2 separate regions of the Gossypium hirsutum genome follow, and region 1 is linked to region 2. The links are chromatin contacts, called in public Hi-C maps. All regions are on one chromosome and are shown on one strand. Each heading gives the region's core, a stretch centred on a gene start, on an enhancer-like site or on the middle of the called end of the contact. The rest is flanking DNA. Distances are from core to core; before and after follow the strand shown. Region 1 has its middle 56 kb from the start of LOC107928035. Region 2 holds the start of LOC121230788 (pentatricopeptide repeat-containing protein At1g11290, chloroplastic-like).

Region 1 (2,856 bases), core at 220-2,719, 93 kb after region 2:
GCTCGGGTTGACAAAAGAGCTTTCGTAAGCTCGATTAAGACTTGGAATTTATTGTTTAATATAATTTTGAATGTAATTAACTCTTGTTTGCATGTATAAATGGTTATATGTTGTCTAATTTATCGTGGTTGCTCTGGCAATTAATATAGTGTTCTGTAGCTCGAACTTGACGATCGGTTCAAGCGAGGGGTGTTACAACTTTAGTCTCTGAACTTGGGTTTGGCCTAATCCATATTAAAGATAAATATAATATTAACCAAGTCTAGGGTAAATTCACATTATTTTATTAAGAATTGCATTTTATTAAACTCCAACTCAAGGCCCACTAATCTTCCAATAATAATACATAAAATCATGGATTCATGCTTCATTCAAACAATTCATCATAGAAATAGCATACTTTACATGCGATCATTTTTTTTTCAAAATCAAATCAATTACCATTTCGAAAATACTTAGATCTCACCCTTTTTTTAATGCATATTAGTGATGCATAAGAATCTCGAACATCATAAATATTTATAGCATTAGGATACGGGCAGTAAGACGACAATAAAAGCAGGCACATGATATGTTTATGGGAGCATGACATAGGGTGTGGACAACATCCCAGTACAAAAATATCCTTAAGATTGTTGACAAATATTGCATCAAGTTAACAAACCAAGAATACGAGTTGAACAGATTAAGAGGTGTTGAACATTGTCCTTAAAGATATTTGGTTGTAGCATATCCCCCAAGATTTCAAAAGCTCTTCTATTATAAAACAAGAACAAAAGTCAATAATAGATCACAACAAAAAAAATACTCAACAATCTCTTAAGGATGGAAAGGATGAGTGAGAGGAGAAGAAAATAGTTCTTGAAGTGCATTTAGAATGAGTCATGATATTTATAGGACATTTATTGGCTACAAATACCAAAAGTAAGCGAATTGACTTTGCTAAAAATATATTGAAATGTTTTGATAAATCTAGACATGGCTAAATATAGAATCAATCGATAAAGCTATTTTTAGTTTGACAAAATATGTGTTAGTAATTAAGTAATTTACTTTTCTTGAACTCTAAAAAATTCAATAAAAAATAATTTCAAAAACAAAAAGGCTGACGCCGCAATATATCATGCGCAGGGAAATCCACCAATTTACATTACATTGGCCATTTAGGCTTAGCTCTAATTCGCGTGAGTTCATCCTCTCAATTTGGTTTTTACTAGAACAATTAAGTCTAATAATTTACAAACAAATATCTCAAGGTCTTTTTTTTAAGAATGGAAGATTTGATTTTTTTTATTTATTTTAAATATTTCAAATTTCTAACACTAGTTGTCAAAAGAAATCATATAATTGGTGAGCCTGCTATTGAAGAAGTTAAGGACTTTGAGGCCCCCACAATTCTTTAGGGTCCAAGCCCGCTTATTAGAGCCTTAGGCTTATTTTATTTGGGCTAATATAATAATCGTAAAATCATGGTTGAGATGAAGGATTGTTATCCGAAAGAATGGATCCTTTACATTGGAGAATAGGTTTGGGTCGTATGGCAATTGGCTTCCACATATGCAGCTAAGACCATGTGCCTGCGAATTTAGTAATGGTATTAACTACAATCGGTGATGTTTGATTTAGATAGAATTAATTGGTCAAACCGAGAATTAGATGAAGTATTAGTTTAAAAATTGAGTTAGATCGGTTGATTCATAAATTACATATATATCTAATCGTAAGTTTTAAAGTATAATCCTTAAAAGATTTATTAAATACAATTATGAAAATTTTAGGAAAAAAAAACATTAAACATTTCCATGTCACATTGATAAATTTGGAATTTAATTATACCAAAATCCATCCTAAATAATTTACATATATCAACCTTAACAAATGCTTACCCTTAATTGAAACCCAGTTTAATATTGACTAAATTACTAGATCATGAATCTAGCTTTCTCTTCATTTACAGGCAATCATCAATCAACCAAGCAATGATGATAGAGAAAAAAAATCTAAGCTCGTAATCCAGTAAAGTTGACGTATAGGGTTATTAGCAATAGACAACAACTTGTATTCTTTAATGATAAATCCTTAATTAAGAGCCAAGTTAATGTCAACTTTGTTGAATTATGAGTTTAATGTTCTTTACATTTGTATGCAATCATTAGCTGATGAAGAGATAAAAACTAGATTCATAATCCAACAAAGTCTGACATTATAGGGCTATTAGCAATGGACAACAACTTGTACTTGCCAATGATCAATCAACACATATTGATCCCTAATTGAGAGCCAAGTTAATGTTGACTTTGCTGAATTATGAGTTTAGTTTTCCTTTTATTTACAAGCAACTGTCAATTTGACCAAATAAGATGAAGAGATAAAAATTAGACTCATAATGTAACAAAGTCAACATTAAAGTGCTTTTAGCAGTAGACAACAACTTGTATTAGCCAAAACTAGATGAACCGATACTAATTAATTAATCGTTTATAATCAATTTCGAGTTATCTAGTTGGTTCACTAAAAAAATGCTCATCCATAATTGAGAGCTAAATTAATATCAATTTTGCTAAATTATGAGTCTGGCTTTCCTTTTATTTGCATGCAATGATCAATTGACCAAGCAATAATGAAAACTAAACTCATAATCTAGCAAAATTCACATTACAGCTAATATTATTGGCGAATGGCGACCATTCCATATTTCTATATTTTTCAAAGGGGATGATGAGAGAGATAAGAGGTAAATGTATTTATAGGCTTCAAAGCCTATTCAAATTCTTGGAGAAAGGAAAATCATCAATAATAAACAATTACGTATTAATTACGTATGCAAATAGACAATTTTTCCCCAAGAGAAAATTA
Region 2 (2,729 bases), core at 62-2,561:
TCCAAGAAACAAGGGTCTTACCAGGCAATTTTTTGAAAATATCCACAGCAAGGTCAACTCTCTTACATTTGGAGTACATGGAAATCAAAGAGTTCATAACAGAAACATTGGTAGCAAGTTTCAACTTATCCGATAACTTATGAACAAACATTCCTCGGTCAAGATCACCCAAATCAGCACAAGCACGAGCAGCTCCCATTATAGTAACATCAGTCGGTTCCACTCCTTCGTCCAACAACTTCTCAAAAATAGCCATCGCTTCCTCAGCATACCCACTTCGAACATAACCATCGATCATTGAATTCCACGATACCATAGTCCTCTGTTTCATCCCATCAAAGATCAACCTCCCAATTCCAATATACCTGCATTTCGAATACATATCAACCAATGCAGTATTCACATTCACAAGCCCTTCAAAACCCGCTCTTAAAACATAACCATGAATCGACCTCCCTATCTTAACCAATCCCATATCAGCCACTGAAGGCAAAATGGAAACAAGGGTAACAGAATCAGGTCTTTGCCCTTCCTCTTGCATCTTAACAACTAAACCCAAAGCAAGTTTAGCCAATCCATTCTGTGCAAACCCAGAAATAATCGTATTCCAAGAAACCAAATCTCTCTCAGGCATTCTATCAAACATCTTATAAGCTTCCTCAATTTGTCTACATTTCGCATACAGATTGACCACTCCAGTCATTGCAAAGACATTTGAAGAAAACCCATTTTTTATCAACTGCCCATGTATCTCCTTCCCTCTTCTGAGCTCCCCTTTATCCCCATAAAACTTTCAACAGGTAAGTAAAGTTATAAACAACGGGCTTAACATTATCAACTTTCATCCTAACAAAAAACAATAAAGCTTCGTGTAACGATGAGTACTTGGCATACCCTTTAAGCAAAGTGTAATAAAGAACTTCGGGTTTATCTTGGATAGGTTCGAAAACGCGGGCAGCTTCAGCAATGCAACCGTGGTTGCAGAAAAGGCTAAGGAGTTTGGTCTGAAACAAGTGCTCGGTGTAGAGATTGGATTTGATTATATGGGGAAGGATTTGGTAAACTTCTTTAATGGAAGTAGAGAGTTCTAAAAGGATAGCTGCTGGGTGTTTATAAACATGGAGAGGAATCTGAGTTCTTTGAGAAAGCGTGTGGGAACGAGAATGGAGTTTTGGGGTTGGGATTTCGGTGATAGTTGGAGAAGAAGATATGAGCTGAGAGCTCATGGCTGTTTTCTATCAATGCTATGTTACATCCTCATGAGTTCCAATTCAATGACTTCTTCAAATGGGAGGACCGAAACTGGATTAGGATTGCGAGATTTTTTCTTTTCATTTCCTAAATTTTGGATTTGTTTGTGATAAATGGGCCGAATAAAGAAAAATTATGGGCCAAGTAATTTCTAATTTGGTCTAATTCTAAATTTCATCCTTGTGAAACTTAAGAAGTTAGTCCATCTATTTTTTTTGCCAGAAAGTCCCTCTACTTTAGTGTGTCAAAATTTGATCCTTGTATGTTAAAAAAATCGAGAAATTAATCCAATTATTGGTAAATATATGAATTTGAGCTGTTGATTTTTACTAATAAATTTACATATAAATTGATGAACTATTGATTTTTGCTAAATACTTACATATAAATTATTGAATTGTTGATTTTATGTATAAATTTAACACCAAGATTAACATTTACCAAATTTGACTAAATTTTTTTAATTTTCATAAAATACAATGATTAAATTCTAACAAATTAAAATAGAAGAACTAATTTATCAATTTTGTATAATAAAATCTTACACATTTCTATTAAAAAGAACAAATAATTGCAAATTTCTATTAACAAGGTAAATATTAAGCTTTTGAATTATCAATTAATTACGATAAACTACCTCATCAATAACTCTAAAATTAGGTCATTCTTATTTTGTTCACTCCAATTTTTTTTTTGTTAATTTGGTCACCGATATTAAAGAAATTGATCAAATTGACTACTCAACCGTTAAATCTATCTCTTCCACCGATAATTTTTCCTTATTTTTTCTCCTCTCATTTACTTCATCTTTTCCCTTCTAACCCAATAACCCTAACTGCTACCTCCCTTAAAGATGTCATCGTTGCTTTTATTGAACCACCATTGACAAGCTTAAAAGTAGAAAGACATTTCAAAATCAAGCCATATAAACAACAAGATTAAGAGATCAGAGCACAAAAAATATAAAGCTTTGGGAGTGACCTCACAATTTTCGAGGGTTTTCTTTGAGAAATCCAAGCCTATAGATTTGAAAACAAAGCTTTAGGCTTCACGTCAATAGTTTTAGATTGAGAGTCTATGTAATGACTTAGTCTCCAGTGGTGTGGAAAAATATAGTTTCGAGACCTTGTTTTCATAAACTGAGTCCGTAAATATTAAATAGGTATATTTATGGAGTTATTATATTGATGAATTGAAATTTGGTTAAACGGTTTAACTAAAATTGTGAGTATTTAAGGCTCAAGGACTAAATCGTAAAAGTTTAATCGCTATAGGTTTCTAATTAGATTAAGATTTGGGGACTTAAATAGCAATTATCCAAAGACTAAAATAGCTAATAGACCAATTTTAAGTTGATGATAGTGGGATGTGTTGTTTATTATCATTAACCTAAGTTAATTAAAGATTATGGTTTAATTAATTATGGTTTAATTAATTAATATTATGTAAATTAACTAAGCTTAATTAAAATTAAACAA

The links. A called contact is a pair of places that touch in the nucleus more often than the background predicts.
Region 1: a Hi-C map of leaf shows a contact between it and region 2, with 3 times the contacts expected there. The contact joins the enhancer-like site here to the promoter of LOC121230788 in region 2. A contact is called at or near these places in 10 of 34 Hi-C or Micro-C datasets (anther, cotyledon, hypocotyl and 2 more).

The regions. Positions count from the first base shown.
Region 1 is chrA06:123,881,217-123,884,072 of Gossypium_hirsutum_v2.1, forward strand. No RefSeq gene overlaps it. Among protein-coding and RNA genes, the nearest start is that of LOC107928035, 56 kb to the right of the region's middle. Within about 2 kb of position 1,470, at least 3 of the 9 cell types and tissues checked have an H3K27ac peak or open chromatin away from gene starts, as enhancers often do. A contact at or near this core is called in hypocotyl and leaf, where this site is marked.
Region 2 is chrA06:123,788,713-123,791,441 of Gossypium_hirsutum_v2.1, forward strand. It overlaps LOC121230788 (pentatricopeptide repeat-containing protein At1g11290, chloroplastic-like), which reads right to left and starts at 1,312. Exons shown (of 2, transcript XM_041116182.1): 1 at 786-1,312; 2 at 1-784. The coding sequence starts at 1,226.